Linked DNA regions of Mus musculus: regions 1, 3, 4 and 5 are each linked to region 2. A link is a contact called in public HiCAR-type, HiChIP or PLAC-seq and promoter capture Hi-C data. All regions are on one chromosome and are shown on one strand. The core of a region is the stretch at or near the end of the contact, and the rest is flanking DNA. Distances in the headings are between cores, read along the strand shown. Region 1 holds the start of Trmt11 (tRNA methyltransferase 11). Region 2 holds the start of Soga3 (SOGA family member 3). Region 3 holds the start of Ncoa7 (nuclear receptor coactivator 7). Region 4 holds the start of Cenpw (centromere protein W). Region 5 holds the start of Hint3 (histidine triad nucleotide binding protein 3).

Region 1 (5,671 bases), core at 2,579-5,078, 1.5 Mb after region 2:
GAAACTCTTCTGAAGTCCCATTTCTAACCATTCAAATACGCATAAGACAGAGCACAAGCAGCTGTAAATATAGGAGGAGCCACAGTCAATCTACTTGAACATACGTTCATTCTAGGTATTTTAAATGCATGTTCCTTCATCTGTTACCTCCACTCTGTTACGCCAAACAGTGCTCTTAATTACTTAAGCACATGTCACACGTAAATGCTGTAACAGATACGGGAAAAGGAAAGAAAGTACATCTTGATGGATCATGATGATTTACAACTTTGATATAATCCACAAGTTTCTTGGTTAAAGATCTTAACCACTATTCCTCTCCTGAAAACAGCTGCCCTGACCGTTTCTCAGCCGCATCTACAACAGACACTGGCAATGAGCATTCCTGGCCCCTGTATGCACAACTGTGAGGCTTGGCCAACTGGGGCAACTGTGAGCAAGAACTCAGGAAAGAAGCTGTGTCCACAGAGACCAATGACTGATGAGAACTGCAGTGCCTGTGTTGGGCTTCCTTTAGCATCCTCCCCGTCTCTGTGTAGAAACTAACATACTGCACTAATAGATAAAAAACGCTTGCCCCGCCATGCAAAAGCTAAGGATGTCGTCCGATAGCATCTCAGGCCTGTAAAGATGCTTCCTGCATCTTGCTACAAACCACCTCTCTGACGTATAGTAGGACATATTTCAGCTTACCTTAATTTATGACTTCCTTTGTTCTGTAAAACCAGGAGAACTGCTTCATTGCAACACGGAATTTGGGGTAACCTAAATATGTGTTCCCAGGCCATAACCATTCAAAATGGCTCCAAAATAAACCACCTCCTATTCCCTTTAAAAATAAATAAATAAATAAATAAAATCACCTTACCTTTCCATAAGTTTCCTGACTGTTAGTGAACTGCCCTCCAAACACCGATAGTAAAGACTTTATTTCCTGTATTGAAAAACATAGAGAAAATATATGTTTGTTACGGTCTGAGGCAGAAATGTCCCCCAAGGGCTCATGTTTTTCAGGTCAGTGCTTAGCTTGAAGTATTACTTTGAACACTGGAGAGTATTTAGGAGGCCGTGGCTAAGTCCACCACTAAGAGGCAGGCTTTGAGAATTATTCCCACGATTCCGACCCACTCCATGTTTCTTAGTGTGTGGACACGCCGCTTCCTCACAACCCAGCCTCAGACCATGCCACTCTGCTACACCTCCAACTGCACTCTCCAAAGTCATGAGGCAAAACAAAGCTCTGCTCTGTCAGGTTACTTCTGACAAGTGACTAATGTGCATTTTCAATCCTTTAAACTGAGTCTGCAGAGAAAAGCAGGTCTAATGATAGAAAGAAAGGGGAAGGGGATATCTACTTGAGGCATATTGCAATTGTCAGCATCAGGCAATTGTAACATAGACTTCTGAGATTTTTATAGTCCTAACCATGGTTATTAGGTCATAGACCTGAGAGATTTTATACATGAGCTACAAAAGGATTTCATCAGAAACTGTTCTGTCCTGATTTAGGGAAGTAAAGAATTTTTTTTTACAGATGCTACAGATTAGTAAATAAAATAGTCAACAATAAAAAAATAGAATGAATTATTAAACATGATTTGAAGATGTTTGAAAAAGAAATAATTAGCTAGGGAGCATAATTGTGAGTTTGAAACGTGTAAGGACATGGCTAACCTTTCAGTGTAGTAATAAAACTAGAAAGAGTTAACACCAGTTTTGTTTGTTTTTAAGATTGTCATATAACCAAGGCTGCCTTGACTTCTCGATTCACCTGCCTCCACTTCACAAACGCTGGGATTACCGGAGTGTACCACTATACCTGCCCAGAGTGAACATTTTAAATGTAACATGCATGTCATGAGGAAATTTGATCAAATGCATACATCCTTCAGGCAACCTCTTTGTTCTGATAAACACAGATTGACTGTAAAAATACCTTGCTTTGTCACACTGACCAATTGCTTAAATAAGATATAGCAAGTGAACTCTATCCCTCCACATTGGCCCTATGAGGAAGTAACTAAGAAGATAAGTGTCCCCGATGCTGGTTGCCAACACTCTCCTTCCCTCCCTTCCAGAAGGTCTTTACACCATGACCATGGCCATCAGGAGGGAGTGATACCATCACTTCCTACTCCAAATCACAAACAATGGGAGATGTGAGCAACAAATGCCACCTCTAGTTCTCTTTGGGTATGTATGCATCAAGTTGTTTCTTGTACTAGAAGGTGTTTGGTTTTAGCAAGAATTGGGGGTGAATGGTGAAAATAAATTGCATGGATATCCCAGAATGAAAAGATGTGTAAGAGGTGGGGACAGAACCTCCATCTTAGCCACAAAACACATACACTCACTCCTACTCATCCCCGTAAGGAGGAGGAAACCTCTGTCCTTATGTCTGACATGTTGCATGTCTCCTGCCAGTTTTCCTTTAATGTCCAAGCTTCCAAGCATCTGTACTTGGCCTAGCACTTTTTTTTTAAAACCTGTGGGTACACTCACAAAAGTAAGGGAGGCCTTGTGCCAACGGAGGCCAGAAGTGTAGGCACCCCTGGAGCTGGGGTTACCAATGGCTGTAGGCAGTATCCTGACACAGCTGCTGGGCGCCAAATTCAGGTCCTCTGGAAGAGCAGTGTTCGTAACCAGTGAGCCAACTCTCCAGTTCCAGTGTCTCACCACTCTTTAAACATGAAGTTGAAGAAATCTCATCCTTTCCAGGTTTTCTTACGCAGAAAAATGAAATGCTTATCACAATCTAGATTTGTTCTCACCTCCTACATTGCCACTCTATCCTGTTCTCTTACTGCTGACACTAGATTAGTTTCTTAATCATTTAATATTCCAACAGATTCTTATTAACTCCAGTCTTATTGCTCTCGAGTCCTTCCTTCATTTTACTTTCTATTAAAAAACAATCTAATTCTGCCTCTTTACTTTTAAACTGTTTAATTCCTCTTCCAAGCTATAGTGTCCTCAAGTCTGTTTTCTCTGGTCCATCAGCCTACTTCTCTCTCTTTACCACTCTGCTACGTAGCTGGTGACGAGCAACGAACAACAGTTTATACTTCTAATGGACTTATTTCCTTGGCCCCGGTAACTAATACTGTAGCTCATATGTCACCCCCACCTTGAAAGGCAACATCCTTCATTCATCAATGGACAAAGATTCCCTTTTTAAAAGGCCCCCATACTTTAAAGGTTCCCACTAAGAACCCTCCATCATTGCACTTCACAAAGTTATGGCTATGCTCTCGCGTCCGCTAGTCCTGAGCCTAAGTAAACATTACGCTCTTTAAGGGCAGAGCTGTCAGTCAGCGCATCCTTGCCGTTCGGTGCACGCGACTTCAGGCGCTGTAGAAAATGTCACTTGAGTAAATAAAAAAGCTTCCCCCTCCCCAACTTTATTAAGTTCCACCCCAAGCCTTCCATCATGCCTGAACCTATATCGACACTCCTCACACTCCACCGAGAGCCCCCATGGATGTCTCCATTCTGCGTCGGGTCAGGTTCACCTGCTTAACTGCGGCGCCAGGAGCACGTGCAGAGGGGTGAATGGCAAGGCTCCGTCCTGGAGAAAGGCTGCCGGGGACATGGTCCGCCCAGCGGCCTCATCCCCGCCCCAATCCAGGCGCGCGCCGCTGCCCGCAGAGACCCCCCCCCCCCCCAGCCGGCGCGTGAGGAGTGCGAGCCTCTGCGCCCAGCACCCAGGACGGCTCACCGGTAAGCGGAACTCCAGATGCTCCTGTGCCATGAGCAAGAGATAGCGATTCAAGGAGCCCGGCAGCGCCATTGCAGCTACTACCGTGCGCCTGCGCGGCCTCCACGGGCCCGCCCCCTCCTCCTCCTCCCTAGAGCCAAGTTTCCGCCGAGCCTCATCCCGGAGCCGGAAACGGAAGCACGACAAGGAACACTGGCGGGTGGCACTTTCTAGGAAGGGGCGCTAAGGGCAAGAGTGAGATCCTGGTGTTCCCACCGTCTGTGGCTACCCTAGCACGCTCCCCTTGTGAGATGCATTGTTTTAAGAGGCAGGCTGCAGTGATCCCGCGCAGTTCCCCAGGGATACTCCACTTGGAGTGTTCTTCTGACTCCTCCCTCTGTTCTTCAGCTCAAAACTGGACCAAAACTTCACTGTTAAGTGTAGACTCTTAATCGTTCGAGATTCAGCCTCACCTGCTTGAACACTGAGTGTACTTTTAGTGATTTTGCAAAAATTTTTCAAGAGCTGTCAAGGACCCATCTCGGGTTGCTCTGTATGGAAACAAACAAACAAACAAAAGCCTTCCTCAGACTTGCACTCCGTAATTATGCTATGTTGTTCCAGGCACACAGTAAATCCACAGCCAGTGGTAGATTAAAAACATTGGTGAAAGTTACCCTAATTACTCAGATGGGCCTAATACCATAACAGTTTGCAAGAGACATGGCTACCTATACATAAGCTCGACAAGTATCATTTCTGCTCAAAGTACTGAACCCTTTGTACTGCTGAGGCCTGTATTTTTGGGTTTTGTGTTCCACCTTGGTAATGCACAGCATATACAAGTATCCTGTGCCAGAAATATAGTTGATGCTTATTGGTAGTGATCAAGACAGCCAGCACACAGACAGTGGTGACCCTTGTTACCCAAACCTCAGTTCCATTTATTATCCCTATGCTCTCAGCGAATTTTGTAACATCTGTGAGCTTCAATATTCTTTTAAGAACTGGAGTATTGCATCCTACAGATAATAGCTATAAGTACTAGGTGTTACAATATTCAAACTTCAACGTATACTCTATTGCATGGGACCAATAAATAGCATTGGGAAATGTTTTTTGTTGTTTTAAATGAGAATTTCTGCTTTTTTTTTTTAAAGAGAGATTTGCCTTTGTTAGTGTTGTTAAAAATCCTTTCACTGAGGACAATGTAAGCAACAGCAACCATGTCTACCAAAATCCCAAGAACAAAACAAGGCACATTATCACCAAAGTTCACTCCAATGAGCAATGAGTTTATTGGGTTTCCTTCTAGAGAATCGATGAGGACTCACTCACCTGGCTATGGGCACTCCTACCCTAACAGGATACACCTGAAAAGCTTTACCCAGCAGTGAGATGGGCCAAGGAGATGGATAGACGTTGACTTCCCAGCATTCCCACTCTCTAGTGTAGTACCTACAAACCAGCTACAAGGACTTTCTGTTGGATCTATCTGCCTTTCTGGGTTCTGACTCTGAAGGAAGTACTACTATAATCACAAGAGCCAAATCCTTAACACTATCGAGCCCCTCTCCTTGAACCCCGCCCTCCTCCCCCCCCCCCCCCCCCGTCAAAATAAAAATCATTCTGATAATTAAAAGGTAAGTTATTTTAGTTGTTAGAATAATACTCAAAAATGTAAGAACACTTTTACAAACGACTACATAAATGAAAATTCAGTAAAATATTAAGTTAATTTTTGTTTAAACTAGTTTTCATATATTCCAGACTGACCTAAAACTGTCAAGCTCTTCACCCCTCCCCCTCCTGAGAGTTGAAATTATAGGCCTATGCACAACACCTAGTTTAGGATTTCTCTTCATTTGCATTTATGAAACTTGACTAGAAAACTAACACAGATATGCAGTTATTGCTGGACTTTATAACTGACCATATCTTTTTTTTTTTTTTTTAAAGATTTATTTATTATAT
Region 2 (6,082 bases), core at 1,722-4,221:
GGAAAGGCCATCCAGAGACTGCCCCCATAGGGGATCCATCCCATAAATAGATACCAAACCCAGACACAATTGTGGATGCCAAGAAGTGCTTGTTAACAGGAGCCAGATATGGCTGTCTCCTGAGAGGCTCTGCCTGACAAATACAGAGAGAGAAGCTCACAGCCAACCATTGGATTGAAGCATAGGGTCCCCAATGGAGGAGTTAGAGAAAGAAATGAAGAAGCTGAAGGGGTTTGTAGCTTATAGGAAGAGCAACAATACCAACCAACCAAGACCTCCCTCCCCCGGGTTCCCAGGGACTAAACCACCAACCGAAGAATACACACATGGAGGGACCCATGGCTCCAGCCACATGTGTAGCAAAGTATGGCCTTGTCGAACATCAATGGAAGGAGAGTCCCTTGGTCCTGTGAAGGCTTAATGCCCCATGAAGGAGAATGCCAGGATAGGGAGGTGGGAATGGGTGGGTGGGTGGAGGAACACGGGGTGGGGGGATGGGATAGGGTCTTTCAGGAGGTGAAACTGGGAAAGGAGATAGTATTTAAAATGTAAATAAATAAAATATCCAATAAAAGAAGAAAAGATGATTCATTATTACAAGTAAACAATAAAAGGTCAGTTGGTAACCTATTTCTGAAACAGCAAAAATAATTCCAAAGCCTTTCTGGACTATGAAGAAATCTGCAAACTCATCTTTGGTGTTTGCTTAATAGAAAGTACATATTTTTCAAATGTTTTCTTATTCTTATTTTATGTGTGTCCATATATGGGTGCCAGGTGTATGTAATGCCATCAAAAGAGCCTGTCACGTCCCCTGAAACTGGTTTTGTAGCAAGTCATAAGCTGTTCTGTGAGAGCAGCAACTGAACTTAAGAACTCAAAATTTCTCCAGCCCCATGCAGAAGTGTAATTTTTAACCAGTAAATAATGGGATAACCAAAACACGACTCTAATTAAAAACCTTTAGTTTAAAGGCTTGACAGCATTGTTTCCATTCATCCCATATTGCAATGGCTTATAGCACTGAGACTGCACAATCCTAAGGTAGAAAACTACCCTTTTGGGCATATGAACTCTGATGTAAGCATTCTTGATTTTATTAGATGTTCATAGAATAAAAGATACTGTTTGCATGGAAATAAACACTGAAATGGATATGTCTAAGCAAGTTCTTAGGCAAGCAGAACTGTTTTTATGCTTCTAGATTACTTGTGTAAGAATGCTTTATTTATAAAGATTGGCCTAAGAGATATTTTATGCATTTTATTAATTTTCATTGAGTGGGATATATGAATCTTAATATTCTTTTTAAAAATATTGCAATTTAGATAGTTGTGTGTGGTGCTCCACAACTTCAATTCTTGTATTCAGGACGCAGATGCATTTGAGATCATCCATCCTGGGCTCCAGGTTACCCCTTGCTACATACAAAGACCTGCATCAAAAGGAAAGAAGTGTGCGTGTGCGCACACACATACATACACACACACACACACACACAGAGTACTGCAACTTACATTGTGGTACATAATGAGGAACTGTTGAACACAAACTCAAAATAGCTTGTGACATTGTGACTTCATTTTGTTATTCTAATCAACGATGCAAGTCCTATCATAGATATCACAGGATTCACTATTCTGGCTTTCCACGTATTCAAGAATAAGAACAATATCTCCGTTACCTCAACTGTTGCCAGTATGTTTGAGCCTTCTCAGCACAGAGATGATTTCTCTACTTTCTTTGTATCCCCAGCACCTTGGACAGTGCTGGCCACAAACCACTCCATAGCAACAGTTTGACAGCCTAAATTATTTCCTTGTGATAACATAAGCGATGTCACTGGGGGTATACATTACCTGGGCTTAAATATGCTCTCATTTCGCTACTTCTGTGCAATTTACTCCAAATAGCCATTTCACTTTTAAGACAGGATTTAGTTTAAAATGAAGTCTCGCTCTAAAATTAACGCTAGGCTAGAAACTGTTGAAGAATATCTAAGTCTTTGTCCTTACAAAATCACCACAATAAAGTAAGAGAAGTTTAATGTCTCAAATTTTTCCTTTAAAAACAGGTTTATATATTCTGACCTGCAAACTTACAAGGGGATTTCTATGGGTTAAAGTAAGTCACTCGAGCCTACTCTCCTGAAATAAAATTGGAAGGAAAAAGAACAAAATTCCCCTCAAACATTAGGAGTATTATTACTGTGAATCAATATGGATAAATGTAAACTGGAAACGCATTTTTCTTAATTCATTGTCAGATCAGACGATTCTTTATTGATACATTTGTTCTGACTACTATTACTCACGTGCACAACAGTAAAAAAAAAAATGGATCTCAGAAATTACCAGTTTGTTTTCACTGAAGAAATTGGCCTTTAGCGAGGAGAGGGGAAAATATGGTGCCCAGTGCTACTGAGATGCACTTAAAACATCCCTGGAAGCACATATTTATTCAGTTTGCCCTAAATTAGTCATTTCTCCTTATCTCCTCAAGAACCCTTTGTCTGTGGGACAGCGGGTCTGACGAGCATTGTCTATTCGCGGAAAAGCCATCCCAGGACTCCGCCCGAGCTGGGGGTGGGGAAGGAGCCGCGCATGGAGAGACTGACTGAGCATTAAAGTGAGTGAACAAAGAGAAGTACCGGAAGCGCGCGCCAGCGCCTCTAAGAGCTGCGTCTAGAGACTCCGCTGGGTCAGGCTGAGGGTGCAGGATGCTCCAACCGGCTTCCCAAGGAAAAGAGCTCAAGTAAATAATTGATGGAGATTGATCGGACCTGAGACAAAGCTTTGCAGGAAGCCAAGGCATCCGATTTTAAGCGGTCTTGGAGTCTTCTGCCAAATACAGGAAATGGAAATGGAGAGAGGAATTTGATGAGCCAGGCTGAATAATTCTGCATCTCGGGCGTGGCTCTTGCCTTTTTGTCTTTCTGCCTCCCACCCGCTACCCTGGTTCCCCATCCTTCTCTTTCTTCTTTAAGCAACCACTCCGGTTACTTCTCTCCTGTCTTCCCTTCAATCCCGCCCTCTTTCCAGCCCAGTCCGGTGAGGTCAGCTCATGAATACCGCTGCACTTCCTGGGGAAGAGTCTGGCACTGCTTGGCACCCCGGGTATTGCCTGCTGCATTTGCAGCCCAGCCAGCCAAGCACCGCCGGCTAGGAGTCAACTCCCAGAGCTCTAAGTCTTTGTGGTTGTCGCCTTTGTTCGGAGAAACAGAGTGGGTGTGGATCCCGTGCAAGCAAGCGCGCCCAGAAGAAATTCGCCTATAACACTACGGAAGCTGGGAAGTTGAACTTTCTCTGAAAGGTAGAAAAATAAAGTCGGAGGTCTCCGGCTTCCTGGAAGCAAAAGCCACTGCAGAGAAGTGAGATCTTCTGGATTTCTAAAGACACGAAGAGAAACGGGGTGGGTCCTGGGACAGATAGGATTTGAGATGAAAAGGGTTGATTTGGTCCTTACTATCATTGCTTGGATGGATATTGCCACTGGAGAAACTGTGAGATACATTACCTTATTACTTTGTCAGGGAACAAGTGACAGACACTAGGTTCCTTAGATTGTGGAACTAATTAATGAAACCCAAGCTTTCGTTGAGGTTATAGTCTGGGCGGGTGAGGCTTCAGCTGGTGACTTTCTGAGTTCCCGCGTGGTTCTACTTGGTTAAATATAACATTGCATTGTCAGTACAATTAAGCTGGGTGGCCCACTTTAGTCTGACCCACGGTAAAGTAGGCCAGACTTTTTAGCAGAGGGTAACTTTGGTTTTCCTTCTGAAGTAATCATTGTTTATTTTTGTATTACAAAGGGAGTTGAAAAGAGATTACAGAGGGAGAAAGGAAGGTGGAGGAGTTTTGGGTGCCTTTCCGTTATGAAAGGACAAATGATTACATCCTCAATTGAGATACTTACAACAGACAATAAGAGTAATAATGGGAAACCATGTCTCCTAAAAGCTCTCTCTCTCTCTCCCTCTCTCTCTCTCTCTCTCCCTCCCTCTCTCTCTCTCTCTCTCCCTCTCTCTCTCTCTCTCTCTCTGTGTGTGTGTGTGTGTGTGTGTGTGTGCGCGCGTGCGTGTGTGTGCGTGTGTGTGTGTGTGTGTGTGTGTGTGTGTGTGTGTGTGACCTTCCTCTGCTTTACCAGTAAAGGTAAATGAGGTTCTTGGAAAGGGGCCAAATGAACTAGCTGTCTGAACCACTAGCAAGGAAAATCCACAGGTCTTTTCTGTCCTCTGGATTAAAATGGTATGTTTATACTGGAAAGCTAACACAATGTATCTTACCGCCCTAAAGGAAGACAAACAGCCTTTTGGTTAAATAGTGTTCCATGGTTCTGTTTCAGAATTTGGCTCCATAGGAATGTCTGAGCATTTTAACATTTTTAAATTTAGGTTTTATTTTATGCATATGGGTGTTTTGCCTGCATGCATATTTGTGTACCACATATGGGTCTGGTGCCCAGGGATGACAGAAGAGTGTATCAGGTTCCCTGAAACTGAAGTTACAGAGAGCTTAGAGATGTCACCTGAGTGCTTGGAGCAGACCCTGTGTCCTCTGAAAGAGCAGCCAATGTAATTAACCACTCTGCTATTTCTCTAGTGGGCATTTTAAAACTTCTACTCAGTCTATTATATACTATCTAAGGAGATGGTTCAGAATAAAACTGTTTTCTATGTTGTACTTGCAACTCAGTCCACCTTAAGTGCAGAACAGGAAGAAGCGAGGACAAATTCGCCATTAAAAACTTCGCAGCCTGTAGATAAAGCTGTTCATCAAATTTTTCAACAAGTATTTTTAAGCTGCTAAAATAATCTCTTTTGGGTTGTCAATGACTGAATCTTATAACTAATTCTTAATAGCAGCTTTTTCTTGAGCTTGGGGTTGATTCATATTCATTCTTTACAGTGTGTGTGTGTGTGTGTGTGTGTGTGTGTTCCATTCTAAAGAAAGTTGGCTAAAATTCTCTGAAGACAACATTAAGGGCTGGGGATGAGTGGGAAAAGTGTCATTTATCCAGGGAAAATCTTCTCTAGGATCTTACATTATAGCCTTATTTCTTTAACTGACAATTAGGAATACTAATTTAATACCCCCCCCACACACACACACACACACTAAACTAGGTTTAAAATACAGATTTGGAGTCAGAGGAGGAAGCTGTTTAACAACTATAATATCTAAACACTTCCTTTACCTTTCTATCCTTTTCCACTTTTCATCTCCCCTGCCCCCATTTCCTTCACCTTTCATTTCTTTCTGAACCTGTGCCTCACCCATCCCAGGTACAGGTTACCTAGGGAGTGCAAGTTTTAGCTGCCTTCAGATCCTTTTGACTGAGGTGGAGTAAGATGGAGACAGCGCCACTTTGGGCAAAGTGAGGACTTACAGCCCTGAATCTTTCACCTACTCAAAGCTTCCATCAAACCTTTGGTTTCCGAGTCTGATAATTCTCTCTAGCTTCCCTTGTACAGCACATTGACCTTTGGCTCTACAACAGTGTAAACATACTGTATATTTTTCTTCTATTTCCATCCCAGCTTACACAGGAAGGTTGGTGACAGAAAGGAGAGAAGAGGATGATCTAGAGATGGACGCTTCCAAGTGGCATCCAGTAGGTTCTTTCTAGACTGCCATGAGTCAGCCACCGTCCGGGGGCGCTGCCCCAGCCGCAACCTCAGCTTCTGCGGCCGCCGCAGCCACGGAGGCTCGCATGCACCCGGAGGGCTGCAGCAGAAAGCAGCAGCGAGCTCAATCACCCGCTAGGCCTAGGGACAATTCTCTTCGTCAGACCGCCGGGGCCACGCGGTCCCCGCTTGGGGTCGGCCCTAAGCTCAATTCTGTTCGGCAGCAGCAGCTGCAGCAGCAGCAACAGCAGGGTAACAAGATAACCGGTCGGAGCACCTCTGGGACCGGCTCCAGAGGACTCGGAGGCGGGGCGGAGAAGGCGGTGCCCTCCATACCCAAAGGGGCTGTTCCCGGAGCTGTCCAGCCCGCGCCTGGTGCTGAAGGGTCCCCCGCGGCGATCCTGGCCTCTGTGAGCTTCAGGAGGTCCGGACAGCCGGAAGAGGCACCCCGGGAAA
Region 3 (6,126 bases), core at 3,432-5,931, 1.7 Mb after region 2:
TGGATCTCACGGAGGCATTTCCTCAACTGACGCTCCTTCCTCTCCGATAACTCTGGCTTGTGTCAAGTTGACACACAAAACCATAAAGTACCTATACATACACAAGCTCCAATATATCAAAATTGTAATACTTGTGCAAAACTCACTTAATGTAGCCAATTTGAAAGTGTTCATCAGAAACACCACATGTTTGGGGGTCAACTGCAATTGTTTCATTTATCCAGTTTCATGTTTTGTATTTTTCTTCTTGTTCCACTAAGAATGAGTCATCTAAAATAATGTCATTCAATAAAATATGAGAAATGTAATTAGATAAGAATCAGAATCAAGAGAAACATGGTGAAACAGAAGCTAATAGGAAAAAAGAGGGAAAGTTAGAAGACTAATAATATTAATCATACGTTTTTCAAATTGTTATTAGAATTTAAGTGCAAATCTGCCTCGAACTTGTTACCAAGACAGAAAGAAGAACATCTGGTTCTCTCTTTGCATAATGGAAATAATGACACAAATATTAATTGTTCAGGGGATAGATGGCTTTGGCACCCAGAGCTCAACAGAATGCTTTGCATGGGCTTTAAGCAGGAGTTGTTGTAAGAGTCCTTCCCTTGGTCCCATCTATGAAGTGATCTAACAGTAGTTTCTTTTCCACAGTCTGCTATGTGAATCATTTCCAGTGCATGTAATGGTGGAGATGTCAAGCAGTCAAGAATGCTGAACAAGGAAACCAAAACTGCACAGCTTGGAAAGCTCTAGCTAGGCTTCTCCTGGTCTAAATAAGAGAAAGACAGGCAGATGGCAAGACCTTTGTTCAACTGAACCTCTACAAACCGGTTTTGTTTTGTTTTGTTTTGTTTTGTTTTGTTTTTATCAGTTAATCATATCAAGTTTATTGACAATCCATAGTCCTTTGTGTATGGAGAAACAAATGCATTTAGTGTACCCAGTGAGGAAGACAATCTTTTTCTTCAACCGTGCATTCCCTATATTCTAAATGGAAGATTATCCAAATTTACTTCCTTGTGTTTTTCCCATAATACTAATAATCTTGATTCTAGAGTATGTGTGAATTGAGAGGATTCTGTTTAATTTAAAAAAGAATATTAGGTGCTGAGAGTTAGAAAACACACATTTAACAAAGGACAGACAGATTCCTAAAATGACAGATACCAGGAGGAAGATACAGAAAGACTAGATGCAGAACAGAAGCTTAGAATTGCATTGTTGTGGTGCATGTGGAGGCAGTGTTGCAGCTGGCTCTTGAGGCAAGCCTCAACATATGAGTCACCACACCCTAAAGATGCTACACTTCCATTCAGGACACTGGAGATTTTTAAAAATAAATAAATAAATTAGAAGCTGCATCCTTCTATAACAACAACAGCAACAACAAAAGCTCTCATTTGGTTGACTAATTTCAGAGCACACAGTCAAAGCACATCGTGAAAGTTCTCAAGTTCTAGGTATTAAACAAACAAGTAACTGTCCAGAAGTTAAAAGTAAGATGTCTGTAGGAGTCAGGGGTTGGGGTGGGGAATGATAGCTCAGCTGTCAAGAACTCTGGCAAAGAACCTGGGCTTAATCCCAAACCTCTACATAGTGGCTCACCACAGTTTAGAACTCTGGTCCCAGGAGATACGCCCTCTTCTGCCCTTTATATACACTGCATGCACATGGTGCACAGACTCATCTGCAGGCAAGACACCCACACACATATAAAAACATCATTTTAAAAGAAGTAAAAGGCATATCAGAACTACAGGCTCTCTTAGAAAATAGCAGGTTTTCCAGAACAAACAACACAAATGAATTACTCAATACCCTTGATTATAAGAAAGATTCTAAAATTGCCCCTATCTTTATTGGGCATGGCAGCCTGCTTTATTTTCATACATTATTCATACAAATTGGTTTAATCACACCTTCTCTTCCCACAATATCCTCTGGTCTTCCTACCTTTTATCTAAAAGTTTTTCTTCACCTATCTGAAACAATCCAACTAGATTAGAGAAGAAATAGTACTCTATATGATTTACCACTGTGTGAAAATAGGATTGTGGGTAATATTCTGGATAGTAAGGAAGATGATGCATGGAAATTAGGGTGGGAGAAGGAAAGAAAATGAGTTCCCTGATACATGTGCTAAGGAGAGAAGTTAATGATGGGGGTTGGAGAGATGCTGACTGCTCTTCCAGAGGTCCTGAGTTCAATTCCCAGCAACTACATGGTGGCTTACAACCATCTGGAATAGGATCTGATGCCCTCTTCTGGCATGTTTTAAGAGCAACAGTGTACTCACATAGATAAAAAATAAACAAACCTTTTTTTTTTCTTTTTAAAGAAGTTAATGATGACTCACTACATTATGTGACAGAAAAACAAATGCCAAAGCCCAAACCCTCACAGTGTAAATGGAAGGCAAACAGAAACGGATTTTTTGTTTTTGTTTTGTTTGTCTTTTTCTCCTAAACATTTTCAAGCAGAAAAGACACAGGATCATCTAAAAACCTCAATTTATAGAGAAAATAGCTAAAATGCCATTTCTAAGGTTGAAGATGTTGCTCAAATAGGATTAGCCCAATACATCAGAAGCCTCGAGTCTAATCTTGGATCTGGCTCCTAGCATCAAAAATAAATAAATAAATAAATAAATAAATAAATAAATAAATCTCTATCTATATGATATATATATGAGTTTACTTTGGAACCACAGACGCTTTTAAATGTTTTGTTTCCCTCTTTAGCTTTAACAATATATATATATATATATTAAAAATAAACCACAGCTCAACTTTAAAACAAGTTACCTGTTACTTATTAACCAGATCACTGCTCCTTCTGAAATAACTTAATAGATTTCTTTAAACATAAATTCTGCCTTCTAAATTGTTTTTTTAAAGTAAAATTGAAATGGTATTAATTGCTATAACACTGGAAAGTGGACACGAAGGGAACCTTAACAGAGCCTTGCTGTTGACGCCGGAAATGTCAATGAAAAATAACCAAGTTAGCCTGTTTATAGAAAGAAGCAATTATTTAAAATACAGTTAATTGCACTAGCAACAACAACAACAATCTTATACTATAATTTTAAATGGTTGGGTTATATACAATGTGTATCTTGAAATACAATTTCATTCATTCAACAAATAACCAACAAACAGCTATAAGGCATTCAACATTGGGGAATTAGAGAATGGGAAGAGAAGGGGGGGGTGGTCGAGGAGTAGCAGGGGGAAGAGGACCTGGTAATGATGGTGATTCTGTCCTCTTAGTATTTATATTGATTCAGTTAGCCAAAATCTTTAATCTGAAATAGTGCTTATAAAATTGGAGCTTACAATAACAATTTTTTCAAAATTCTAAACCTTATTGCTTAACGTAAAATCCAAAACGGCAGCCTGAGAGGAAACAATTTTATTAAAAGCCCTAATGTATTACTTTTATTTCAAGAACAGGAAAAAAAGACTCAACCAGATTCTCAGAAAAGCAAGGGTCAGCTCAGAGTTGAAGGCGAGGCCGGAGACAAGACTGCCTCTGCTGGCGCATCTTTCAGAGTCTCAACTCCCGACACCTGTATCAAACTTGCAGCTCTCAAACCCATTGGCTCCAGTCAGCTTTATCCTACGAGAACACGCCAGCCTCATCCATCACCTACCTAGGTAATCTGATTTCTAGAAAGACTTTCCTTAAACTGACACCCAAAATGTTAAAGTGTTTGCACCACTGACTTTATATACCACTCGGCTAGCTGTAAATTACACAAAAATTCATAACCACCCCTAAATACCTCTAAAACAACAACCGTGGTCGTCTACATTTTAGCAAAAAGAACAGGAAGAACGCATTTGCTGATCCTGTTTTTTAAAAATGCAATGACACAATCTACTTGAGCTCGAGAAAAAGGCAACGGTCTCCTTTCAAAGAAGCTCCGCGCCAACCTATCCTTCCAAGCTCTCCCAGCCCCCAACCGAGGGTCCCCTGATTGTTAGCGAGGAGGGTCCAGTGGCCCTGCGCCCCGGCTCGGCCTCGAACGTTCCAAGCAGAGCGTTTCGGGTCCCCCGGGGGCTGCGCCCAGCGCCATTAGTACACCTCGGCAGCCCAGGAGGGAGGCTCCGGTTCTTCCTGGCCGCAGCATCAGCAGCCGGTAGCCTTCAAGGCCTGGCCCCGCCTCGGCGACCTACCTACTGGGCGGGGGCGCGGGCTCCGCGGGTCTGGGCGAAGTGGTTCGGGAGCACGCATTTCTGGGAGCCGTGGCCTCTGCCGCTGGGCGCTGGGAAGCGCATCCTCCGGGGTGGGAGGAGGGGGAGGGCCGGGGAGGGGATCGCCCGCCGAGGAGGAGCTAAGGGAGGCGTCAGGCGCTGCGGGGTGCGCTCCTGAAGGGCTCCGGAGTGCCGATCTGGCCCGAGCAGCCGCCGCCGGGGTGCTCGAGGCCTCGCCCAGGTACCTGCAGCAGCACCCACGGTCAGGGCGCCGGGCGCGAGCTGGGCGGAAGGCGGGGAGCTGCGGTGGCGCGACGCCAGCCCGGCGCCCGCCTCTAGCTCCGCCCGACCCGGGGCGCGCGCTGCACTCGTCTGCTGCGGCTGGGACCCGGGAGCTCAGCCGACCGCCTTAGCGATGCGGGCTGCAGCTGCGACATCTTGCCTGCCCCGTGCGACCTCGGAGCCGCAGGCTGGACAGCCTCGAGGTGGCTCGGGCCCCCGAACCCTGGGCCCAGCGGCTCCGCCCCGGAGAGCTGCGCGCGCGGCCTCCGCAGGCCCCGGCCATTTGTGACGCTGTGATGGTCAGGCAGTCAGTGAACCGAGTACGGTCTGCTTACCTGGCCCCTAATCTTATCCCTTTTAGCTGGCTCCTGTCTGGATCTTGGAGGGAAGTTAGCGCTTATGGGCACATGTGGAGTTAGAGCCCTTGCTGGAGCCTTAAAGTCCTTTTACTTCACCTTCCAGCTCTAGGACTAGGGGCAACCATAAATTCATCCTCTGTCATTTCCAGCATTGCCTTTGGCAAAGAGGCCCACTGTCTTCTTCTGTCCCCGGTACAACATCCTATAAGCTGCCCAATTGTAAACCTTATAGCCAAGGCAATGCGATGTAGCAACGGGCAGTTCAGCTGGCTCTTGGCTGGGGCTGGAGAGCAGCTGAGTGGGAAGGTTTTTTTGTTTTTTCTTTTTTTTTTTGTATGAGCCCAGGGCCCTGTTTCTGTGAGCTTCCAACCTGTATTGGACGCTGTTCCCTTTACAGTCCAGTGGCTATAACTGCAAGATGACTCGGAGGATCTGATCGTGAAGATCACTCTTAAATACAGGAAGAAAAAAGTGTGTGTGTGACAGGTGTGTCCTAAGCCATCAACACACACAGTACATAGAGGCTTCCCCAGGTTGCTGCTGCTTCTTGGTACTGCCAGTCTCTCTGGAGGGTGGAGCAAAGCCCTTAGCAGCCATGACTCTGAGATTTCAGCAGCAGATGATGTTACATGGTCATGCAAATATGGAATCACTTCCTGGTTTTGCACTGACCATCTGTAAATTCTGACATCGGGTTTGCATGTTTATGCTTTGAGTAGGAGACACTTCTTTCTGTGTTCTTTACACCCCTTTTGGTATCAACCTTGAGTGCAGGCTCTGCTGCAGGTACTGTTCCCACCCTTTAACTCGGTCAGCACCCTTTTGTGCCTATGAACCCAAGGTTCTGACGAGAAATAAAATAGGCCTTGATTTCTTTTCTCTTAGGCAAAAGTATAACTGAGTATGTGTTCAAAGTGGTGACTTGCTGATAGAGTGTTCCCCAAGTTTTCCAATGCAATGCCAAACAATGACACTGTCTTCATTATCTCCCCTGGAAGTACATGATGGATCACATGCTAAGGATAGTTTGTCACTAAAGTGAAAGTCTGAATAGAATGGGGAGTTGTACTCAAATGGTTGGGATTGGGGGTGCTTCTAATTTAAAGATTCTTTGGTCATTCTTTTTTGTGACTGAGTATTGACTGATTCTTCTGAGTATTGACTGATTCATCTGAGTCTTGTCTTCACACAGAAATCGGAATTAGCATCGTCTACATCCCTCTTATCCAGAATAGTACCCATCAGTCAAATGTGTTCATTCAAACTTAATGAAATACAATTGT
Region 4 (6,117 bases), core at 391-2,890, 1.1 Mb after region 2:
AACGCCTCAACAACTAACTGGTATGGTAGTCATGCAGAAAAACGTGCTGCTTTAAATAGTACAAACTTTATGAATGGCATGGAGTGCTTTATCAGGTATAATTATGAAGTTAATGGAGAGCAGAACACTGTAAGCAAAGAAATGTCAATGAGCAACAGCCTAAACAGGAGCTGTTTAACAAGAGTGACAGAACAGGAAACCAGCACCTGGGAACAACAACTGGCCGAACAACTGGACCTTCCCTATGCTACCACTACAAAGTGTTGGGCTTCAACTCTGCTTGACACCTAGAGCACTCCACCGGAGTCCATACAGCCACGGGTCACTTCAGGACAGAAAATGGAAACTAAGCTACTTGAGAAAGGCCTGACAATCCCTTGAATCAGCTAGTGAGCTCCTGGATATTCCTCATCAGGTGGGTTTTGTTCTCTGTTAGACTCCAGGGAAAACAGAAGAAACTATCAAAAGTGTATTCCACGGAAATCCCAGCTCACTTACGCTATCTCAACCACTAAGGAGTCAGGGATGTGGAAAAAAACAGCAATGGAGAGAGAGAGAGAGAGAGAGAGAGAGAGAGAGAGAGAGAGAGAGAGAGAGAGAGAGAGAGAGAATGTAGATAATTTTGTAGTAGTCAAGAAAACCAGTATCTGGAGATGGCTCAGTGGTTAAGAGCTCTGCATCCCTTGTCAGGCACTTGGGAGGCAAAGGCAGGGATGAAGGTTGGGGGCCGGGGTGTCTCTGTGAGTTCCAGCCTAGTCTACAAACTGAATTCCAGGACTTCCCCGGGCAGGTACAGAGAAACTCTGCCTTGAAAATCAACATACTGAGAGTGTTAGTGGTGGTGGCAGAGGTAGGCCGATCTTTGAGTTCGAAGCCAGCCTTGTCTACACATCAAGTTCCAGGGTAACCAGGGCTACACAGACAAACCCTGTCTTGAAAAAAAAACAAAACGAAACCAAAGTAAAACAAAACAACACCCCCCCCCCCAAAAAAAAGGGCAGAAAACAAACTGATTTTACTTTCAGGCTGTAACATTGTTATTTATTTTTGGGCCAATTAATTAGTGGAAAGCACTATATTTCAGGTAAACACGAGTCTGAAAAACGAGTCTTGAAAGTTTTAAAGACTTGACGCCACATCTACACGATCACTTTAGTAGGGGACCTAGTGCAGCGGCCATAGAGAAATGGGTTCGGTAAGAACATACAGGAGCTGGGGAGGCAGGCAGGGGCCCAAATCTGTTTCTAGCCGGTTTACCTTCCATACCCGGATCAATTAAACTAATCCCAGAGCCAGGCAGTCTCCTTAACGGCTGGCCCTGGAAGCAATAAGGGGGGGTGCGGGGCCTTCCCGCGGGAGTTTTGAACGGGCTCCGCGTCCTCCTTCCGCGGTCCCCCGGGGCAGGGCGCTCCGCGGCCGGTCGTGGCCGGCGGGCCTGAAGGCGGAGAGAGCAGGACTTACCAGGAGGTCGCAGCACCTCCCCAGACCTAGGTGAGGCTTCTTCTGCTTTAAGGTGCGCTTGAGGAAGGCGCGGGGCGCCTTGCGCTTTACCCGCCTAGTGACTGTGGTGGAGGGCGCCATCCTCGCGGCCCGTCGCACGTCAGGGCCGCTCACCACAGACTGACACGCCACTTGCCTCCCCACACCGCCGAGTGGTCGATTTGAATTGGCCGCCGGACGGCGCACGGCTGTGACGTCACTGAAAACCACACCCACCGCAGCACCGGAAGCGCAGGCTGGAGGATGGACTCCTCAGGAAAAGGGTGTGTCCTGCGAACCCACTGCTTCAAGGTCTCTAAGGCTTGCTTTGCTGTTTTTGTCTGTAGTTTTCTATGGTGCTGTAGTTCGACTCTTGGTTCCATACAAAGGATGAGAAATTGTGAAAATAGTCAATAAGCCCAGTAAAACCCTTCTGTGCTCACCAAGCTATCCATATAGCAACTGGATTCTAATGAATAAGAAAGTAAATGAAAGAAGTTTGTGTTTTATTAGGAACTTAGGCCCGATTTTTTGATATTACCAATAAGCAATGTATATTTTTATATTATTGCATTTGGCTTTGCATGAGATTCTTTTTTTCTTACACCAGATTTTCCTCACAAATGCTCTCCCTTCATTGTTCCCTCCCTTAATTTCCCTATAGCTTTCAAATATACTTTCTTTTTCTTTTATTGAAAATAGATTTCTTTTTCATAAGCTGTATTCTGATTGCAATTTCCCCTCTCCTACCAGCTCCAAAATGCTCCGAATTTCTGTTCCTATTCACATCAATACCCTTTCAGTCTCTCCTCAGAAAACAAAACGGGATCTAACAAATAGTAATAAAATAAAATAACAAAGCAAAAACAATCACAAGAGGGAAAAAAAACAGAAGAAAAAGAGCCAAGGAAAAACCACAAGAAAGCATTTAGAGGCAGAAGCACACATTTGAGCACCTAAGCATTCAATAAAAATCACAAAAGCAGAAGCAATATTATATATTCTTTTTTGCCATATAATCTTATATTTATTTTCATTCATATAGTAATGAGGCTACTGCAAGCCAATTCAGATATTGTCTTTAAAATACTGTGGTGTCAAAAAAAATAAGCCTACAAAATGCAATGTCTGTTCTTGTGTGTACACTGCATCCCCAGCTAAATACCTGTGTGCCAATTAAATGGTATTAAGAGATATGGAAGAAATTGATCCTATTAAAAGATTTTATCAAGAAGTTTATAATTCTTCAAAGTTTCAGAGGCTCATCAGACAGGAAAGACATAAATGTTGCTGGCGCTTGCATTTAAATCTCCAGGTCAAAACCACAGTCATTTTCCCCATGAACACATCATTTTAGGTCTTTCTTGACTTCTTCTGTCAGATTCCTAGGACATTCATTCTATCAAAAATGTTCTCTTTTTTTTTTTTTTTGCCTTTTTTTATTAGATATTTTCTTTATTTACATTTCAAATGCTATCCCTAAAGTTCCCTATACCTTCCCTCTGCCCTGCTTCCCTACTCACCCATTTCCACTTCTTGGCCCTGGCATTCCCCTGTACTGGGGCATATAAAGTTTGCAAGACCAAGGGGCCTCTCTTTCCAGTGATGGCCAACTAGGCCATCTTCTGCTACATATGCAGCTAGAGACACGAGCTCTGGGGATACTTATTCGTTCATATTGTTGTTCCACCTATAACGTTGCAGACCCCTTCAGGTCCTTGGGTGCATTCTCTAGCTCCTCCATTGGGGGTCCTGTGTCCCATCTTATAGATGACTGTGAGCATCCACTTCTGTAATTGCCAGGCACTGGCACAGCCTCACAGGAGACAGCTATATCAGGGTCATGTCAGCAAAATCTTGCAGGCATATGCAATGGTGTCTGGGTTTAGTGGCTGATTATGGGATGGATCCCCAGGTGGGGTAGTCTCTGGATGGTCCATCGTTTCGTCTTAGCTCCAAATTTTGTCTCTGTAACTCCTTCCATGGGTATTTTGTTCCCTATTCTAAGGAGGTATTAAGTATCCACACGTTGGTCTTCCTTCTTGATTTTCTTGTATTTTGCAGATTGCATCTTGGGTATTCTAAGTTTCTGGGCTAATATCCACTTATCAGTGAGTGCATATCAAGTGACTTCTTTTGTGATTGGGTTACCTCACTCAGGATGACATCCTCCAAATACATCCATTTGCCCAAGAATTTCATAATTTCATTGTTTTTAATAGCTGAGTAGTACTCCATTGTGAAAATGTACCACATTTTCTGTACCCATTGCTCTGTTGAGGGACATCTGGGCTCTTTCCAGCTTCTGGCTATTATAAATAAGGCTGCTATGAACATAGTGGAGCATGTGTCCTTATTACAAGTTGGAACATCTTCTGGGTATATGCCCAGGAGAGGTACTGCTGGATCCTCTGGTAGTACTATGTCCAATTTTTTGAGGAACTGCCAGACTGATTTCCAGAGTGGTTGTACAAGCTTGCAATCCCACCAACAATGGAGGAGTGTTCCTCTTTCTCCACATCCTTGCCAGCATCTGCTGTCACCTGAACTTTTGATCTTAGACATTCTGACTGGAGTGAGGTGGAATATCAAGGTTGTTTTGATTTGCATTTCCCTGATGGTTAAAAATGTTGAACATTCTATTTCATGTGCTTCTCAACCCTTTGGTTTTCCTCACTTGAAAATTCTTTGTTTAGCTCTGTACCCCATTTTTTAATTGGGTAATTTGAATTTCTGGAGTCCAGCTTCTTGAGCTCTTTGTATATATTGGATATTAGTCCCCTGTCAGATTTAGGATAGGTAAAAATCCTTTCCCAATCTGTTGGTGGCCTTTTTGTCTTATTGACGGTGTCTTTTTTGCCTTTCAGAAACTTTGCAATTTCATGAGGTCCCATTTGTCAATTCTTGGTCTTACAGCACAAGCCATTGGTATTCTGTTTAGGAATGTTTCCTCAGTGCCCATACCTTTGAGGCATTTTCCCACTTTCTCCTCTATAAATTCCAGTGTCTCTGGTTTTATGTGGAGTTCTTTGATCCACTTAGACTTGAAATTTGTACGAGGAGATAAGAATTGGATCAATTCACATTCTTCTACATGATAACCACCAGTTGTGCCAGCACCATTTGTTGAAAATGCTGTCATTTTCCACTGGATGGATTTAGCTACCTTGTCAAAGATCAAGTGACATTGTGGGTTCATTTCTGGGTCTTCAATTCTATTCCATTGATCTACCTGTCTCTTGATGTATCAGTACTATGCAGTTTTTATCACAATTGCTTTGTACTATAGCTTAAGGTCAAGCATGGTGTTTCCAACAGAGGTTCTTCTATTGTTGAGAATAGTTTTTTGCTATCCTAGGTTTTTATTACTCCAGATGAATTTGCAAATTGCCCTTTCTAACTCAGTAAAGAATTGAGTTGGAATTTTGATGGGGATTGCATTGATATAGCCATTTTTACTATATTAATCCTGCCAATCTATGAGAGTGGGAGATCTTTCCATCTTCTGAGTCTTCTTCAATTTCTTTCTTCAGAGACTTGAAGTTCTTTTTTTTTTTCTTGTAAAAAACAACATTTAATTGGGGCTGACTTACAGGTTCAGAGGTTCAGTCCATTATCATCAAGGTGGGAGCATGGCAGTATCCAGGCAGGCATGGCACAGGAGGAGCTGAGAGTTCTATGTCTTCATCCAAAGGCTGCTAGTGGAAGACTGACTTCCAGGCAACTAGGGTGAGGATCTTATACCCACACCCACAATGACACACCCATTCCAACCAGGTCACACCTATTTCAACAAGGCCACACCTTCAGATGGTGCCACTCCCTGGTCCAAGGATATACAAACCATCACAATCCACTCCCTGGTCCCCATAGACTTGTTCAAAAACATGAGTCTATGGGGGCCATACTTCAACATAGCATAATGCAAAATGCATTTAGTCCAACTTTCAAAGTCCTCATAGTCTATAGCAGTCACAACAATGTTAAAAGTCAAAAGTTCAAGGTTTCTTCTGAGATTCATTCAACTTAATTAACTGTAATCCCCAAAGCAAGGCAGGAAACCAGCTGGGCAAACTCCAAACTCTGCATCTCCATGGCTGATGGTAAAGCAGTCTTCATATCTCCACTCCTTTTTCATCTTTGTTGACTGCAACAAACTGCTTTCTCCTGGGCTGGTTCCACTCCCTGTTAGCAGCTTTCCTTAGCATGTATCCCATGGCTCTGGCATCTTTAACATCTTTGAGTCTCCAAGGCAATTTCAGTGTTACAGCTTCTCCTTTCAGTGTCTGGGATTCCACTTGATCTTTTGGATTCCTCCTAAGGGTTGGCATCACTTTCCCATCTCTATCCTCTGTAGCACTCTATGCTCAGGTTGATCCACTCCACTACGGCTGCTGTTCTTGGTGATCATCCCATGGTACTGACATCTCCAATACACTGGGGTGTTCCACTCCAACTAGGCTTCACCAATAGCCTCTCGTAGGCTCTCTTCAGGGTGCCAAGCCTCAAATCCTTTGCCTGGCCTCTCACAGTGCTAAGCCTCAGTTTCTCTCCATGTTCCCTTCATTCCTTCACAAGCCGTACCACCTGAGTGACTCTTATACATTACCAAGTCCAGCTGCAGCATGAGGTACAACC
Region 5 (5,909 bases), core at 3,335-5,834, 1.5 Mb after region 2:
TAAATCTGATTGGTTAACTATAAGCATTGAGTCTTGTTTTTACCGGGTTACTGGGTATTGTGTTATCAAACTGCAAGGATGACAGATCTGTTTGGTTACAGGAATGTGGGACAGAGCCAGTGGGACCCTCCTAGGACATAGTGTTGTGACCCACTGATGCTAGTACTAGAGGGGGAACATGGCCCAGTGGGGCCGGAGAGTAGGCAACAAGAAAAGGTATCAGAAAGAAGTCAAAGAAAGCACTGAGTAGGTACTACAGAGTAATTCTCAAAGAAACAAAATTCCAATCTCCTTTTCAGAAGCTAAAAGTTCAAACCAAGACCTCATTATTAAACTATGGTGCTAATTCATCTGCATCTGAAATTATCAAGCAATATAAGCTCATAATACATCACAACTTATAGTTTTCCACAGTATCTTTCAATTTCAAAGTCAAGAAAACCATCCTTTAAAAGTACAAAGCAAAGCCAAGCATGGTCATTCATGCACAAATGGCCACAAGTTAGTAATTAAAGTCTGTGTGACAGATAAATGGAAAGTATACTGTCATTTTTTTAAAAAATTCTATTTGGTTTTCTTAACTAGAATGTTTCAAGAAGTCTTACTTTATTCTTGATTATTTGAATAGACTTTTTCCTTTTTTAATTGTCACTGCCATATTTAAAGAGAATTCAATGTGATATAGCAACAAAGAACCCTGTTATCTTTTTTTTCTTTTTTTTTTAATTACGTATTTTCCTCAATTACATTTCCAATGCTATCCCAAAAGTCCCCACCTCCCCCCGCCCCCCGCTCCCCTACCCACCCATTCCCATTTTTTGGCCCTGGCGTTCCCCTGTACTGGGACATATAAAGTTTGCCTGACCAATGGGCCTCTCTTTCCAGTGATGGCCGAGTAGGCCATCTTTTGATACCCCTGTTATCTTCTTACCCATTTCTATGTGATCTTTGTTTAGATCCTTGCAACTTCCAATATGCTTCTTTGGCACGACGAGATAATGATAAAGTGCCGCTGGTTTGATATCTTTGAAACAAACCAGGTCTTCATTCTAAAGAGAGAGGCATATTGGTTAGTAAATTAAAAAAAAAAACCAATCTCCCAATATTATTCTGCTGTGCTGTGACTTAAGCACTGGGAAATTGCATTTATGTTACAATATAGGCCTAATGAGCAATTTTATAACTGTGCCATACTTAAATTCACAATAATAAGCTTTAGTTTCTGTCATGAGCTATATTATATTAAGCTGATTTCAAAGAACAATTATAAGTAAAATTCATTAAAACATTCTTAGCCTGGCAGTGGTGGTACACACCTTTAATCCCAGCACTCAAGAGGCAGAGGCAGGGAGATCTCTGTGAATTCCAGGCCAGCCTGGACTATAGAGAGTTCAAGCACAGCCCACAGGCTACACAAAAAAACCCTGCACAGAGAAAAAAGAAAAAGAAATCTCACTCCTAAATTTTATTATACATTTTCTCATCCATACTTTAAGCTTTTTTCACTCAAAAGTTAAGTCAATAAACACAGTTTTCTTCCTCAGCAAATTTTCCTAGATGCACTCTTCCCATCAATTCTCTGTTCCAGGAAACAAAATTCAGTGTCATGCGAACCTCAAGCCCATACTATTAACCATAATTAGCAAAGATCCCAAGCACAGAGACTCCATTTTGATCCATTCAATGGGATGCTTTAGAAAAGGTCAAGAAACCATCCAGCCTCCAGATGGAGAGATGAATCCCTGATGAAAGTTGACAACTCAAGTTCAGAACCAGCACCACACAGAGTCTGTGGCCTAGCAGTGCTAGAAGGTAGAGGTGGGAGGGTCCTGGAGGGCTTGTTCAGCCACTATGTCTAGCCAAATCTACAAGCTTCAGGTTCAGTCTAAGGCAATAAGGTGAACACCAATAGGAAGAGACAGCCAACACTCATCTCTGGCCTTTACATATGCACATGTTCACATAAACCAACATGATAGATAAACTTTTTAAATTTAAAGGCAAAGAAACTGGATATTTCAGTTAGCTTTTAATTGCATTTTTACTAAGATGTTAAAATACTGAAAATGGTTCTGTGATTTTACTGCCTTCTATTGTACTACTGAACCATTATTAAGAGAAAAAAATCCGCCGGGCGTGGTGGCACACGCCTTTAATCCCAGCACTCGGGAGGCAGAGGCAGGCAGATTTCTGAGGCCAGCCTGGTCTACAAAGTGAGTTCCAGGACAGCCAGGGCTACACTTTCTCTGGTTTTTCCCTGTCTCAAAAAACCAACCCCCCCCCCAAAAAAAAAAAAAGAAAAAAAATCCAATCCCAAAGATAGAGTGCCAAAAATAATGTGTGTATATACATGTATGTATTTTTTAAATCTTTGTGTGTGTTTGTTTCTTTTTTTTTTCTTTTCTTTTTTTTTTTTTTTCCCCTTTGGTAGTGCTGGTGGTCAAACCCAGGGCCTAACATGCTTACATGCCTGGCAAGTTCTGGTAGTTCACTGAGCTACACCTCTGGCCAGTTTTTCTTTTTTCTTTCCTTTTGGGGTTTTCAAAACAAGGTTTCTTTGTGTAGCTCTGACTATCCTGGAGCTTGTTGGCCTCAAACTCAGAAATCTTCCTGTCCCTGTCTCCCAAATGCTGGGATGAAAGGTATGTGTCACCACCACCAGGCTTCTTTACAGTATGACTTCCCAGAGCAAAATACTGAAGAGAAGCCAATTGTCTCTAACTCAGAAACAATGTTGGTAAAACTATAAAATAAAGCACTGAATGCCTATTAAAAGGAATGTAAAGAATTACTACTGCTATGAAATTATTTCTAGGCTAGTCTTTTTTTTTAAAGCACAAAACAGAAAAAGCTACCCTGTGTAATGTTCTACTATGCTGTTCCAGTTGTAATTTTTATAGACTATTCTAGGACCTGCTTCAACAGTTCCTCCAATATTTCCTAACAAATAATTCTCAAAAGTTAATTTTTATATAGCTACAATAATTTCTTCCCAGTAACTGTCCCCTTATATCTAAAACAAGCAAGTCCATTTGAAAGAGCATCTTAAAGCCATGGTATCTAAGGTGTTAACAATTTTAATTAGCAAAAGAGCAATTAAATCAGCTAATATTGCTAAGTATGAATTCAGGCATAGCAACACTTCTGTGGGTTCTCAAACATTGTTTCATTTTTCGATTCTAAGAGCTAGCTAGCTTTCTTTCTTTCTTTCTTTCTGTTTTTGTTTGGTTTGTTTGTTTGTTTGTTTTTGTTTTGTTTTTCAAGGGATTTCTCTGCATAGCCTTAGCTGTCCTTGAATTCACTGCATTGACCAGGTTGGCCTCCAACAGAGAGATCTTTCTGCCTCTGCCTTTCTGAGTGCTGGAATTAAAGGCATGTACCACTACCACTCAGCTATTTCTAAGAGCCCCTTAAAAATAATTCGTATCAATGCCATGAGACTCATACACAAAGAGTAAGACACTGCCCTTGGTACTGGTAAGCCCCCTGCTAAGAATATGTGATATGCCCTTTGCTTAAATGAATTCTAAAAATACAGTAAGAAAACCATACAGAGATCTGTGAGGCAAAGAATCATCTCTGACTTTTGTTGGAAAGATTCCTCAAACAAATTCTTCATGATGCTGGCAACCCTGATTATACCAAAACAAATAATTTCCTCTGCTCTTATTTGTATAATTATATATCAACAACTTATATAAGTGCAATCATTTCCTGTGTTTACAATGAATATATGTGTAATAAGAATTTTAAATGCAAGATGATAAATCTCTCTCAAAAGATTAACTCTTTATGAAGGATGATGAGATGTAAAAATGTTAGACCCAGGGGAAAGGGAGAGTTTTCTGGAATTTCCAGGCATGACATGACTGTTGCTCTCCCGATCTCGCAGCAAGTATGATTAACTACACTTGATCTGCACAGGTTTGAACCCTGTCGAGATCTTGTAACGAAAAGGGGAGTAGTTCATGAGGCTCTCACGGTAGATAAGGAAGATTCTTACAAGCTATTAACTGTAAGTATCAGTTCGACTTCAGACCCAGTCCTGAAACCCCATTCCAGCCCATTTCAGTCAAATTCACACTTCTTCACCACGTCCAAGACCTGTTTTCAGCAAGTTGTACGCTCTCTAACGATACTGGAAGAATACATAATTTTAAAATTACTATCTAGAGAAGAGGAAGACTCCCTAAAATAAAAGTAAAGACACAGGATGCTGCTGTGTTGCAAATGCATGCGAGGGAGGCGAGAATGCTGGGCTCTATCACTGCTATCTCTCCCTACTGAACAGCAAAGGCAACACTGGAGACCTCTGGGTCCCTGACAGAAGTCAGTCACTGTTTAGTTCGTCTGCAGAGACAGAAGCCTGCGAGCAGGGATTGGATGCCTGGTCCCCACCCACCCGGCCTGTCGCCGCCCACCTCACAGTGAAAGAGTTCAGTTTTGGGTTCCTGACCCGCCGCCACGCGGCAGAACACGCAGTTGCTGTCATAGTTCCAGGACTCCGAGGTCCCAGGCGAGGACCCCTCGGGATCCGGCTCTCCGACCAAGCCCGCTTGCTTCTCAGCCATGGCGGCCGAAAGGCGACGTCAGGATCAGCTGAGGTGCGCAAGGCCCGCCTCGGGCGGATGCACCTGGAATCGCCGCCCTAGGGTGGCCCGCCTAGTGACACGGAGTCTGCGCACGCGCAGGGCCAGACTCTGGGTATGGGACACACCAGATAGCTCGGCCTCTAAAAGGGCGACGATCAGAGGGCAAGCCCGGCGCTCCGTGATGACGAAAGCAGCGCAGCCGCAGGAGCCCACTGCTCAAAGGCGTTTTCTGACGGGAAGACCTATCCAGGGGTTGGTAACATTCATCTAAAGTGTAAAGGATATTGCTTTCACGTCCCTATAGTGTATTACACTCCCGTTACAAAAGAAAAAGAGTATAGAAATTCGATTCTTTTAAGGGTATGAGAGGATGAGTCAAACGTATAGAGAGCCTTGTTTGGCAAAGTGAAATTTCCGAGTTTCCTGTGTACTTACTTGTTCAGCCACAGTAATTTTAGGATCTGAAACCAAACCAAACAAACAAACCCGGCCAAATTGGTCTCTACATGTTTGCTTTTGTTTATAGTACAATGTAAATCGAAAGGGTCTCCTATCACACATATGTCATATGGAGAGAAAAGGTAGTAATTGAGAAATTCCCTGCCAGGTCACCTGATTCATTGTAACAATTTTCTCTTGTATTCCCGGCTATTTAGGAAAGAGAGGGAGAGAAACCCTTTGGGAACAATCATGCGCGGAAAAGTATCAGTTCTTAAGTATGATGTGATCTCACCTTTTTACAATACATGGCATTTGCTGAGCACCAAATACTCTGTTTCTCTAATTGTGAAAACTCCCAAGGTTGATTATTTTATTACAGGTCTACAGAAAGAGACAGATTCAGACTTATTTTCTTACCACTTACCCAAATGATAAAATTCAAATAAATGTCTAGTTCTAGAACCCATAATAACACTTAGTGTGACTTTAAACTCAGTAGTGATTTTAAGTGAATTATCTTGTAATCTGAAACAGTAACGTAAGTTAAGTAAGAGTACATGCACATTCACGTTGCATTTAATTCCCTTTGTAGTTAACCATATGGTGTGCAATCATGACAATAGCTTCTCAGATCATCACAAGTTTGAGGCAGGACTCAGAAGCAGAAAATTTGACTTTGACACATTTAAATATTATCATGTTCCATGTCTGTTCTTACACTTTCATATCACGCTGCTTTTTTATGGTGTGTGTATGCATGCACACACACAGTAGCTGTATGTCTTTATCCATGTAGGTACTTGAGTACTTGGGCTGCCTCTTGGGCCATGGTGGGGGGGGGGGTGATCTGTAGATGCCTTTCATAACTGCTTGTTT

Evidence for each region. Promoter capture Hi-C pulls out the DNA fragments that hold promoters and counts their contacts. HiCAR-type assays count read pairs that join an accessible place to other places. HiChIP or PLAC-seq counts read pairs in DNA pulled down with a chosen protein or histone mark.
Region 1: a contact with region 2 is called in an H3K4me3 HiChIP or PLAC-seq map of embryonic midbrain, with 5 times the contacts expected there. The contact joins the promoter of Trmt11 here to the promoter of Soga3 in region 2. A contact is called at or near these places in 3 of 39 promoter capture datasets (cranial neural crest, hippocampal neurons and liver) and 2 of 115 datasets of contacts at active chromatin or transcription factors (embryonic forebrain and embryonic midbrain).
Region 3: a contact with region 2 is called in a HiCAR-type map of astrocytes, with 5 times the contacts expected there. The contact joins the promoter of Ncoa7 here to the promoter of Soga3 in region 2. A contact is called at or near these places in 3 of 39 promoter capture datasets (cranial neural crest, hippocampal neurons and liver) and 3 of 115 datasets of contacts at active chromatin or transcription factors (astrocytes, embryonic forebrain and forebrain).
Region 4: a contact with region 2 is called in a promoter capture Hi-C map of neural stem cells. The contact joins the promoter of Cenpw here to the promoter of Soga3 in region 2. A contact is called at or near these places in 2 of 39 promoter capture datasets (hippocampal neurons and neural stem cells).
Region 5: a promoter capture Hi-C map of hippocampal neurons shows a contact between it and region 2, with 5 times the contacts expected there. The contact joins the promoter of Hint3 here to the promoter of Soga3 in region 2. A contact is called at or near these places in 7 of 39 promoter capture datasets (the 3T3-L1 cell line, cranial neural crest, frontonasal cranial neural crest and 3 more) and 3 of 115 datasets of contacts at active chromatin or transcription factors (astrocytes, embryonic forebrain and forebrain).

The regions. Positions count from the first base shown.
Region 1 is chr10:30,596,872-30,602,542 of GRCm38.p6, forward strand. Trmt11 (tRNA methyltransferase 11) reads right to left here and starts at 3,829. Exons shown (of 13, transcript NM_028604.3): 1 at 3,719-3,829; 2 at 869-934. The coding sequence starts at 3,790.
Region 2 is chr10:29,141,025-29,147,106 of GRCm38.p6, forward strand. Soga3 (SOGA family member 3) reads left to right here and starts at 2,972. Exons shown (of 7, transcript NM_026138.2): 1 at 2,972-3,411; 2 at 5,540-6,082. The coding sequence starts at 5,635.
Region 3 is chr10:30,798,645-30,804,770 of GRCm38.p6, forward strand. It overlaps Ncoa7 (nuclear receptor coactivator 7), which reads right to left and starts at 4,682. Exons shown (of 16, transcript NM_172495.6): 1 at 4,185-4,682.
Region 4 is chr10:30,198,900-30,205,016 of GRCm38.p6, forward strand. Cenpw (centromere protein W) reads right to left here and starts at 1,641. Exons shown (of 3, transcript NM_001109747.1): 1 at 1,462-1,641. The coding sequence starts at 1,581.
Region 5 is chr10:30,613,782-30,619,690 of GRCm38.p6, forward strand. It overlaps Hint3 (histidine triad nucleotide binding protein 3), which reads right to left and starts at 4,585. Exons shown (of 5, transcript NM_025798.3): 1 at 4,422-4,585; 2 at 932-1,049. The coding sequence starts at 4,571.